Regions from separate parts of the Mus musculus genome. Here all the other regions are linked to region 2. The links are chromatin contacts, called in public HiChIP or PLAC-seq and promoter capture Hi-C maps. All regions are on one chromosome and are shown on one strand. Each heading gives the region's core, a stretch centred on a gene start, on an enhancer-like site or on the middle of the called end of the contact. The rest is flanking DNA. Distances are from core to core; before and after follow the strand shown.

Evidence for each region. Promoter capture Hi-C pulls out the DNA fragments that hold promoters and counts their contacts. HiChIP or PLAC-seq counts read pairs in DNA pulled down with a chosen protein or histone mark.
Region 1: an H3K4me3 HiChIP or PLAC-seq map of stem cell-derived neural progenitor cells shows a contact between it and region 2, with 4 times the contacts expected there. The contact joins the promoter of Desi1 here to the promoter of 4930483J18Rik in region 2. A contact is called at or near these places in 2 of 115 datasets of contacts at active chromatin or transcription factors (embryonic stem cells and stem cell-derived neural progenitor cells).
Region 3: a promoter capture Hi-C map of second pharyngeal arch cranial neural crest shows a contact between it and region 2. The contact joins the promoter of Rangap1 here to the promoter of 4930483J18Rik in region 2. A contact is called at or near these places in 4 of 39 promoter capture datasets (cranial neural crest, erythroid cells, pre-B cells and 1 more).

Annotation. Positions count from the first base shown.
Region 1 is chr15:82,014,640-82,018,493 of GRCm38.p6, forward strand. Desi1 (desumoylating isopeptidase 1) reads right to left here and starts at 1,581. Exons shown (of 6, transcript NM_134095.3): 1 at 1,239-1,581. The coding sequence starts at 1,326. Xrcc6 (X-ray repair complementing defective repair in Chinese hamster cells 6) reads left to right here and starts at 1,730. Exons shown (of 13, transcript NM_010247.2): 1 at 1,730-1,836; 2 at 2,471-2,559. The coding sequence starts at 2,484.
Region 2 is chr15:81,189,106-81,192,729 of GRCm38.p6, forward strand. 4930483J18Rik (RIKEN cDNA 4930483J18 gene) reads left to right here and starts at 1,748. Exons shown (of 2, transcript NR_015603.1): 1 at 1,748-1,900; 2 at 2,712-3,624. It overlaps Mrtfa (myocardin related transcription factor A), which reads right to left and starts at 1,631. Exons shown (of 14, transcript NM_001082536.2): 1 at 1,402-1,631.
Region 3 is chr15:81,728,023-81,731,953 of GRCm38.p6, forward strand. It overlaps Rangap1 (RAN GTPase activating protein 1), which reads right to left and starts at 1,897. Exons shown (of 16, transcript NM_001146174.1): 1 at 1,690-1,897.

The DNA of each region.
Region 1 (3,854 bases), core at 331-2,830, 830 kb after region 2:
TCTTGCCTCAGCCTCCTTAGTACTAGGATCATCGGAGTGTTTCACCCAGTTGGTTCTAATACAGTTTTTTCAGCTCCCCCCACCCCATCCCATCTGACAATGTATGTTGGAAATGAATGCACTTGTTTTTTGTTTCCATGTTAGAGATCAAACCCCAGGGCTTGGAGCATGCCAAGCAGGAACTCTACCAGTGAGTGAGCAACAGCCTCAGTCAGGTATTTGTGTTTTTAACGAACATCCTAGATGATTCTGATGGGAAACCACATTTAGAAACCACTCGCTGCCCCAGGGTTAAAGGATTAGTAAGTTCAACTCAGTGACACATCACAAATGGATGTCCTCAAAACTTGCCTTGCTTCCTTGATCCCTGCCCCTTGTGTTCCTTAAGAAATAGGCCTTCCTCCAATGTCTCCAGGAAACACTATAGCTATTTATTGAATGATGCAAAACTATGTCAGTTTCAATCCCTGAAATCCATTCCTGTCCACCATTACCTGAAATGACAAGCCTGACAAATCCTATATGACAGACATTTTGGTATTTGACTTGAAGTGAAGTTGGACCTACACTGAAGGGCTCTTTTTCTCTCTCAGCATGAAACCATTTGAACTGAGCACAACCGATATCCTCACCGATACAGCATCCGGTCCTCCCCCAGAACTGCTTTCTTACCATCTGGTCAAAAGCAATTAACTGTTGAGCGAAAATTGCATCGTCGGACAGAACGTAATTAGTTCCAAGATCTGGCTCAGGGTGACCTGACTTGACCTAACCTGGAGCCGGCAAGGGCTCAAGCCTTCCACCGCTCTAGCGCTCTCTTCCCATCCACTCCAAGGACTGCAGAGGGAATTTCCTTTTGGCGCGGAGGGCAGTCGCTCCGAGGGACACCAGAGGATCTCGTCTGCAGTGTTGCTTCCACCACCAGGGACACGAGCTGGAGGTATCCTCACTTTCTCTACTTTGAGCTAAAGAAGCAGGGTTCCCTGGCTTCTTGGGGAATCCACCAAGATCAGTCGGCTAGCCCCAGTCTCTAGCTGAAGAGGAGCTTGCTCTCAGCCGGAGCGTGTGTCTCCTTGGCTTAGATCATGAAGCTGGACAGGGGTTCAGGGAATCCCACCTCACTGTCCTTGCCCTAGTGGATCTTTCCTACCACCCATGGGCCCGTCTTCCCCCACCCCCCTCGGTGGATCGCTTCCAGCGGCCACCTGCCTTCTTCCCACTGACCCCGGTCCCCTCACCCAGCATGATGGGGCTGAGCCGGCGGGCCAGGCCCTTGGACAGGTCGTACACGTAGAGCTTCACCGGATAGAGATTTGGCGGCTCCATCAGGACCCGTGGCGGCGGCCACGATGGCCCTCGGGCACCCGGCAGCGGCTTGGACCTTCCGGTACCCGACCGGGGTGGGGAGAAGAGGGAGCGGGGGACCGAGCCGGGGCCCGGCCTGAGGGCGGGGGAGAGGCGGCCCTGCGCTGCTCGCGCCCGGACACCCGCGACCGGCAACGACTACTGTGAGGTGACAGAGAGAGAGATCCCAGAGACTCCGCACGGAACAGGGGGCAGGGGCGGGGACGCACTTTCACGCATGTGCGTTCGGTGCTGACGGGTTTCGGGGGCGGAGCTTCAAGCGAGGGGCGGGGCTTTCTCTGGCCGCAAGCGTTCCAGTTTAGGGAACAGGGGGTGGAAGCGGGAAATGCGAGTGGGCGTGCCCGCTTGAAGGGTCGAAGGGCGTGTTGTGCGTGATGACGCAACGTCGCTGATTGGGCGAGAGACAAGGAGCCCGCGTGGACGTGGTGCCCACCTTCTGCTGTCCCAGTGGCTTGCCCGCCTGCGGTTAAGGTAGGTTCGCCGCACCACATGTGTTGGATGAGGCCTGCCTTGGTGGCTTGCTTGCACGCTTAGTGTCGCGCGACCCCTGGCCTCACCACGGAGCAGCGCTGTCGACCTGCAGGACCTGGGTCATGCTCCTTTCTCCCCAGAAGGCGGAACAGGACTGGTGGTTGAGCCAATCTCTAGCTGAAGGTTGGGGGAGAAATGAAGACGAATGTTTCAGCCAGAGCACCAAGTACCGTCCCAGTCCAGTTGGAGCTCGAGATAGGACCTTCAGTGCTGAGCCGCTATGTTATACCTCGCCCTCACCCCTAGCCATTTTGGTCCTGCAGCATCCTTAAGGGATAGCCAAGGGGAGGTTGTTGCAGCAATGACCCCATGCACATTTCTCTTGCCTCTCCAATGATATGGAGAGCTTTGGAGGAAGCAGGAGCCATCATTCACATTCTTTATTAGTGACCCGAGCATTTAGAACAGATCTAAAGAGAACCCAGAAGTCTGTCTGTCTGTCTCTCTTTTTTTTTCTGGTGTGTGTGGCATAGGTCCGGGTACACTGTAGGAAAGCGCATTACCACAGAGCTACCTGCCTTGGTTTTTTTTTTTTTTTTTTTTTTCATTTAAATTCATAACTTCTCTCACCTAGTGAGCAAACCAACATGTCAGAGTGGGAGTCCTACTACAAAACTGAGGGCGAGGAAGAGGAAGAGGAGGAGGAGAGCCCCGACACAGGTGGTAAGTGGCCTGTGTGGAAGATTTTCGCTGTGTACTTTTTTTTTTGCTGGGAGCACTTTATGTTGTCTGATATCCCTCCCTTTTCTCCTCAGATAATCTAAAATATTTTTTCTCCCTTTGAGTTTTACAGTTATTATTTAGATCCTATTTCACTCTATGAACATTCCTAACCCTATTTTCCTTTTTTTTTTTTTACTAACCACGATAGAGAATTTATTAATCTTCAATAAATGACTCTGTCCATGGTAATATTTGTCACTTTATTTTTTACATATTTTTGATTGTTTAAAAAAATCTACTTATTTTTATTTTATGTATGTGTGTACACCTCTGTACATGTCTGGTGCAAAAGGGAGCCAGAAGAGGGAGTCGGATCTCCTGCTACTAAAGTTATAGGTGGTTGTGAGCCTCCATGTGCATTCTGTGAAGTGAAGCTGGATCGTGTGTGAGAGAGCGTCAAGTATTCTTAACCATTGCTTTAACCACTGAGCAGCCTCCCCAGCTCCTGTTTGTTTCTGAGGCAAGGTCTTATGTAGACCAGGCTGACTTCAAACTCACTCTGTAACTGATGTAGACTTTGAGCTTCTTTTTTTTTTTTTTTTTTTTTTGACTTTGAGCTTCTAATGACTCCTGGGAATCGAGTTAACATAAAAGTGGGTGCATTGGTGGCTATACATCCTGGTCTCTAACTTGCCTCCTGCCTCTTGCCTGGAATCAGCCCAGCTCCAGGCTTGCACTAGGAAACCTCCCTCATGGTGTAAGAGACTCCCAGGGGCTGGAGAGATGGCTCAGTGGTTGAGAGCACTGGCTGTTCTTCTAGAGGACCTGGGTTCTAATTCTAGCATCCCCATGGTGGTTCACAACCATCTATAGCTCTATTTCCAGGGGACCTAATGCACTTTTCTGATCTCTGAGAGTAACAAGCACACACATGGTTTTACATTCATATATATGCAAGCAAAACTTTCACACACAAAATAAAATGAATACATTAATAATTTTTTTTCCAGACAGGGTTTCTCTTTGTAGCCCTAGCTGTCCTAGAACTCACTCTGTAGACTAGCCTGGCCTCGAAGTAAGTTCTTCTAGAGGACCTGGGTTCTAATTCTAGCATCCCCATGGTGGTTCACAACCATCTATAGCTCTATTTCCAGGGGACCTAATGCACTTTTCTGATCTCTGAGAGTAACAAGCACACACATGGTTTTACATTCATATATATGCAAGCAAAACTTTCACACACAAAATAAAATGAATACATTAATAATTTTTTTTCCAGACAGGGTTTCTCTTTG
Region 2 (3,624 bases), core at 498-2,997:
TAAGTTCCAGGCCAGCCACAGCTACACAGTGAGACTTTAAAAACAAAACAAAACAAAAAACAGCCAGCTATCAGGAAGCCCTCTGATTTGCTATGAAAGAAACAAACACCAGTAGATGAAACTCAGTTTAACTTTCAGCCAAGGGTTCCCCTCCCTACAGGGATGGGGCTGTGGGCCAGTTGGCTGTACCATTTTACCCCTGGAAGGCAGTTCATTTTCAACAATAAAACTTCATAAGTGGACTTTTTTTGGTGGAAGGGGCTTCTACAGTAAAGCCCTTAAGTTTGACTTCTTGAACATAAAGATCAGGCTACAGGCTTTGGCTTCAGATCTCGAAAACTTACAATTTGGGGACATTCCGGACACTTTATGGATTTTAAAACTATGTGAACCCATGAAGCATAGGTGTAATTTCATCATATTTAAGTAATGAAGTTCACATTCTTAGTCTTCACACACTTTATGCCAAAGTATTCGGGCAAGCAGTAAACTGACCACCAGTCTGTCCTTTGGTTCTGTCATCTAACAAAGAGAAATCCTGACAAAGACAAGCTATACTGTACTCACACACCTATCCAGCAGTTCTCAACATCAGGATACTCGTCTTTTCTTGGATCCCTTCCTTGTATGTGTTGAACACCATTCCAAGCGTTTTATTACGAATTCTTTCATTTACTGTCTGCATTCCAATGTAATAGGTATTGTTAGTTCCATTTTCCAGATAAGCAATCTAAACGTAGGTTTGATAATCTAACAGGGAAAGCTCCAGCACTAACCACTCTATAGTATTAGTGTTTTCTTATGGAGCGAGGAGGGCGGAAGTCATCAAAGGTACATAGACAAACAGTCACACACACATACACACACACACACACACACACACACACACACACACACACACACGCGAGACGGACACTTCTTTGGCGGTCAAGTTTCAAATCTGCGGAGCCCTGCAGACCTGGAGGCACCCATGCTGCTATATGGTCGTCAGGTCCAGGTGAACCTCCTTGCCACGAGAAGCCTGCGGATTGCACCTGGATCCTCCAGGTTTGCACAAGGGCCGGGAGAAAGCGCTCGACCGGTCGGTCCCAAGCAGATTACACACACTCGGGGAGCAGCCAGGGCGGGAACCTAGCTGCTCCCTAGCCAGCACAGCCCTGCAAGGCGGTGCACAGGTGCACGGTCGCACTCGACTGTCCTGTCGAGTGACCAGGGCTTTGAGACCCCAGCCCCTTGGGAAAGGGCGGGACTGGAGTGGAGGACTGCGGGAGGCAATCCCGGGCTCGGAGCCTACAGCGGCCGGCCGGTCCAGGGCACACGCGGAAGGGTCGAGGGGAGAAAGGATGCTCGAGCGGGGCGGGGCCGGTGGGGGAGGGGGACCCTGCCCGAACTCTCACTCACCGCCTCGTTCGCCTCCTGGCCCGGGCTCCGCGGCTCGCCCCACTCCGGTGCCAGCCGCTCACGTATCCTCCCGAGCCTCTAGTACCAGTCAGACTGCACCAAGTTAGGGAGAGGTCCGCGCAAGCCGAGGGAGCGTGGCGAGCGGGAACGAGGGGGTGGGGAGGGTGGGACGGTCGTTCTTGCCGCCGGGGACACCGCAGACACGACCGCCGCCGGCTCCACTCAGCCACGGAAGCTGCGGGCCCTCCCACCACTCCGGGTCCCGCCTCCGCACCCTCCCCCCTACCCGCCTGGGAGCGACAGCCGTATCGACCAATCAGAAACCTAGCGCCGTTAGGGCTAGCCCGATTTAGGGGGCGTTCGCCGAAGGAAGAGGAACGAGGGAGGCTAGTACGGCGGCGCGACTTCTGTGACTGACATCATAGCGCAGCCAATCGGTAACTGAGAGATGACTTCATCGCTGAAGGAAGTCTGGAACTGGCGGAGCGGCCGCCAAGAGGTGGGAGGAGGTCGGCGATGAGCCGGGGGGCGGAGTCTGGGTCTTAAAGAAACCGTAACACATCTGATCACCCTGTCAAAGGGTGACCGCGGAGCTAGCTACCTAGGGTTCGGTGCCCAGCCTGGAGGTTTAATGCAAAAATCCTGCAGTCTTCATCTTGGTCCTTCCTCCTGTCTTTGCTCCGCCGGGACTCCCAAGTCGATTATTTCACATTCGCATTTCCCGAAAGGACACAATAAATGCCGCTCTGGCCTGGAGCCCTGAACTCTGTCATGTCCCTGCCCTTCCGTGGCCAAGCGCTTTTTTTCTCTGAGTCGGTTCTCCTCCGGTAAAAGGACTGACACCTACCTGCCTAGACTGTTGAGATTATTTATCAACAGCGGAAGCGCTTGCAGCTGGAGGGAAAGAGTTGAATGAACCCAGATTTTATCCGGGGCCTCACTGCACTAAATGAATCTGGGCGGCTCTTCCAACTTTAAAATTCTAAACTGCTGGTGTGTAGCCTAAAAGTGTGTGTATGTCTGTGTGTGTGTGGGTGTGTGGGTGTATGTGTGGGAGAGAGAGAGAGAGCATAACTGCATAAATCCAACATTTAAAGAGACTTATCTACTAAAGCGGTGAGACTAGTTAAAGCCCACCCGGTCAAGTTGCTAAGAGCCACTATGGAGGCCCCTTTTCTGGAACACCACCCCTTCCCCCCAACAAAGGGGGAGAGCGCTGAAAAGGAGAAATAATTCGGACTTGGTGCCTTAGTGTTTCCGAAACACTTTCCCTTGGGAGATATAAACAACCGTCTATCTCCTCCTTTTAGGCCACCATCCACTGGATAAACTGAAGTATGATTGCCCCAGAGTCCAACGTGGAAAACCAGTGAGTTTATTGGGCTTGCTAAGAAATCATGGCTGGCCCCCAAAGCAGCGAGACCACCAAAAAGTTGCACCCCAGCATGGATGATGATGTCCCCATAGCTGCGTAGATGACATACACAGTTCAGTTAAACTTCCATAATCTACACAACTCTAGCCAAGTCACAAGACCTCAAGCAGCTAGGGCAAAATTGAGGACTTGAGAGATTCCTCTCCCCAATGAGCGGGGGGATGTTGGAGGAGGTAACTGGGATCCAGCAAGGATTCAGAGAAGCCCCCCCTAAGTCCTTCCGTCAATGCAGGAACATCTACAGTCAACAAGCCCAGTCTTGAGGGGCTCTTGCAAGATAGCTGTGCTTTTGCAAGGACAGAGCTGCTGGACACAAGGAAAAAGAAAGAAGGTTCTGGAGAACAGAGTCCCCAGTGTGAGAGCAAGGGTTAACACTGTAGAAGCAGAAACCCTCAGGGGCATCCTGACAGACATGGGAAGCCACAGTGACTGGAAGGAGGTAACGCATGTTACATCTCTGAGTGAGTTACTCTGTATGGCTTCCGTTCTCCCCCGGAAATCTCCCAGACTTCTCAGTGGTGTGTGGCTCTGTTGGGATAGGAGAAGGAGCTGCAACTCTCTCTATCCACTGCAGTAAGCCAGCCCGGCCCTGAGTAATTCCCAGTTATTCATCTGTAAGTCAGCTTCAAGTTCCGTACCATGTGTCTCATCACAGAACCTTGGAGGTAGCCCAGATCCTGTGGCCTCTTAGTCACACCTTCCCTCCCAAGATTAAAAAAAAAAAAAAAGAAAGAAAGAAAAAAAAAAACCACAAAAGCCCTAATAAAATTATATGTTCAATAACTATA
Region 3 (3,931 bases), core at 647-3,146, 540 kb after region 2:
GTGAAGGGCTAGTTTCAATCTCTAGCACCACAAAAAATAAAATAATAAAAAAAGGCCAGGTGCTGGGGCACACCTATGATCTAGTATTTGGGAAGGGAGTCAGAAGGATCAGGAGTTCAAGGCCATTCTCAACTACTAGAGGAGCTAAGGTCAGCCTAGACCACAGGAGACCCTGTCTGAAAAAAACAAAAAAAAAAACAACAACAAAAAAACCAACCAACCAACCAAACAAACAAACAAAAAAACCCACACAAACCACCAGGAAAGGGGCAAAGAAGAAGGTGGTTTTTGCCAGTTTTCTTTTGGGGGCAGAGGGTAGGGTTTACAATAGAATGACTAAAGGTGGTGTATGTAAAGAAACTAAAGATATCACTGACTGAGCCAAGCAAAAATCAAGGGAAGAGCATTCCTACAAAGGGAGCAGAATATGCAAAGGCTCATGGGCGACAGGAGGGGCCATGGTCAGAGCAGAGGAGAAAAGATAACAAAGGACATTCTAATTACTGTATCAGTATGAGTGACCAGGAGGGTCCCTGGAAGGTTTCAAGCAACTAAGCGTACACCAAGCTGTTTTTGACAGGAACAGGGTCCCAGTATAAGGCCTGATATTCGAGGGCTCAAAGAATGACAACACTGAGAGGTAGTCTCCTCAGACCAAATAAGCTAGTTCAAACCAAATTAAAGTATAAAGGCAGGTTTATTGGGGACAGCGCTCTAGTGGGTTCACTGGTCCCAAAGAAGGAAAGTCGCCTTGCAAACAGGGAGACAGAGGGGTGGGGGAGAGAAGGAAAAACGAGCTCACATATGCAGAAAGTGAGAGAAATGCAGACAGAGGAATGGAAGGGTAAGTGAGAAGACCAAAATGTCAGGATTATATAGTGAAGAGCTTCAGGGGAGAGAAGCAAGCCCAGCCCCGGGACTGGAAACTTCAAGTAGGGACTGAGGGATTCTGGGAGAACCTGGAGGCCATGTCCGCTTTGGTAGGTTAAATAGGCACCTTAGCCAGCTGTCACGGGCCAGAAACCCAACAAACACGAAGATGAGTAAAAATCTATCTGGAATTCAGCCACCTCTTACAGTTCCACGATGGGACAATGAGATTAAAAACTGGTGGTGGTAGGTAGGGCTCCAGGTGGAAGGGACACACAGACACACACACAAGCCCTCCCCAATTCACTTTAAAGAATGACTAACCAAAGCAAAACAGGGATGGTATTGAGCTATCCAAGGTCAGCAGACGGCCTGGGAGAGAGCAGGCACAAACGGTCAATACACAAACGCCCTCTCCTCCTGGGCGGCCGCGTGGGGGACGTCCTCAGGTGCACGGCCATCCATCGACCCAGCCAAGCGTCAGCAGTGACTCATGCCAGGCTTCCCGCGCGGACGTGGGCCGACTGGGTAGGCAACGATGGACTGCGTAGCCCCACCCGGCACGCCAGCCGGCTTCCTACCGCCTCCAGGTGAGATGGATGGCAACGGGAGGCGCCACCGCCGAGAGGAAGCTGTGGCTAGTGGCCACTCTAGGCCTCAGTTTCCCCAAACGTACAAGGGGCAGCGGCGCCCAGCGTCCCATCCCCCAAAGCCGGGCGCAGCGTGATCAAAAGGGTAGAAGCAAGGCGATCGCTTCGCCCCACCCAGACCCTGGTGGCCCAGGCAAGTGACAGGAAGAGCGTGAGGGCCCCGACTCACCACAAATTAGCGGCACCGCGGCGTGGGGGGACGGAACGCGCGCGTCGGTCACTGCTTGAGAGTCCGCGTGGGGGCCAGGCCCAGTGACCAGTCTGCTTGCCTCTCCTTGCTGCCGCGGCTCCTCGTTTAGCTCGTGCACACCACCTGCTCCACGATCCCCAGCGATTATGGCGGCGGAGGAGGATTTTTGAAAGCCGGCAGTTTCTTTCCTTCGATTTGATTTGTTCAAGCCGGAGCGGGGTTTTGCCGGGCCGGCTTGCGGGGCCTACTGGGAAAGGAAGTCCTGTCCTCCGGCGCTGGCATGGCGGGACGCGCGCGATGAACTACAATTCCCATGATGCAGAGCGCTCGGACTTCGCAACCCTCCTCTCCGCCCTCTCGGCTTCTGGCTCTTTCTCTACAGTACTCTGTGGGATGGTATTTGACGGAAGCGCCCGCAGACTACAAATCCCGACAGACCATGCCGCGAAGTAGCCGCACCCTTCCGTAGAGGTTAGCGCTCATTCATGCAACTTTATTGACAAAGGCGAAACAGTGAATCACTGGATCACTTCAGCATTGATAGGGATCTACTTGCTAAAAGAAATGACTTTAAAAACAAATTCTAATTCCCCTGAAATTGAAAGGAAACTCCAAAGATAATTTTTAAAAATGGAGAAAGTCATTTTGTAATAGAGACAAACTCCAGGCATCGCCTTAACCAACTGGTTCATATTAACATCAATATGAACACAGCATGGCGCACTGATGACACAGCATGGCTGTCCATTCTTCAAATGGATAAAATTAATCAAATCAGAGAGAAAGAGACGGAGAAACAGAGAGCCGGGGAGGGTGGGGAGAAAGAGAGAAAGAGAGAGAGAAAGGAGAGAAACAAAAGCCAAAACCATCTTCCAGAATAACTGGTCTGTATTGTTCCAAATTCTCCTGTGCCATTCAATTTGAAGAATGTTACTCCTTAAAGCCTATGGAAGCCGGGCAGTGGTGGCCCACGCCTTTAATCCCAGCACTCGGGAGGCAGAGGCAGGTGGATTTCTGAGTTTGAGGCCAACCTGGTCTACAAAGTGAGTTCCAGGACAGCCAGGGCTATACAGAGAAACCCTGTCTCGAAAAAAACAAACAAACAAAAAAGACTATGGAAAACGGTTGCTCTGGGGCATAGCTCAATGATAAGTGTATGCATTGAGTTTGAGTTCATCCCCAGCCCTAAAAATTAAACAAATAAATATGAAACAGACATGTTTAATAAGTGAAATACCCGGGCCTGGGTTTCATCTTTCACGGGGCAACAGAGATTTGCTATAAAGGACAATACTAAAATAATTAGCAAAATGTGTCTGTATAGTAAGTGTTACTATCAATATAAGGTGGGTTTTTTTTTGTTTTTGTTTTTTGCTTTTTGTACTGTGGAGTATGTGTGATAGTGTGAAATAAAGTAAGAGAAGTCTTTTTACTCTTCCTGGCATGTACTTCTAATGTCCTTGGCAGACACCCAACCATTGTATGCTGCAAAAATCAGTGAATGCTGGGTGTGTGGGAAAATACTCTATATGGAATCCTTGTCTGTCTGATTGTTGAATGAGAGATTGGGGTGACATGTATTTTCTTCTATATTTTCTTTCTTCTTGGAGAAAACTGCTGAAATGATTAGAGATAAAGAGACATGATGTTTAAAACTTATCCTCAAAGAGTATTATTATTATTTTTTTTTAAATGTGTGGAGTAGGGCTGGAGTGTTGACTCGGCAGGTAAGTCACACATCCAGAAGACGCAGGTTCAAGTCCCAGCACCCACAGGGCAGTTCACAGAAGTCTGGAACTACAGTTCCAGGAGATCCAAAGCCTTCTTCTGACCTCAGCATGCATTGCATACATGTAGGGCACAAACATACTTGCAGGCAGAAACATATAATATATATATACTTTTTTGTTGTTTTTTTTTTTGTTTTGTTTTTTTTTGAGACAGGGTTTCTCTGTATAGCCCTGGTTGTCCTGGAACTCACTTTGTAGACCAGGCTGGCCTCGAACTCAGAAATCCGTCTGCCTCTGCCTCCCAAGTGCTGGGATTAAAGGTGTGCACCACCACTGCCTGGCTTATACTTTTTCTTTCTCTCCAGCCCCCAATCGATAATACTTGAAAATAGGTTTTCCCCACGTATCCCTGGCTGTTCAAGAACTTGCTCTGTAGTCCACGCTGGCCTAGAACTTGGATATCCACCTGCGTTTGCCTCCTGAGTGCTGGG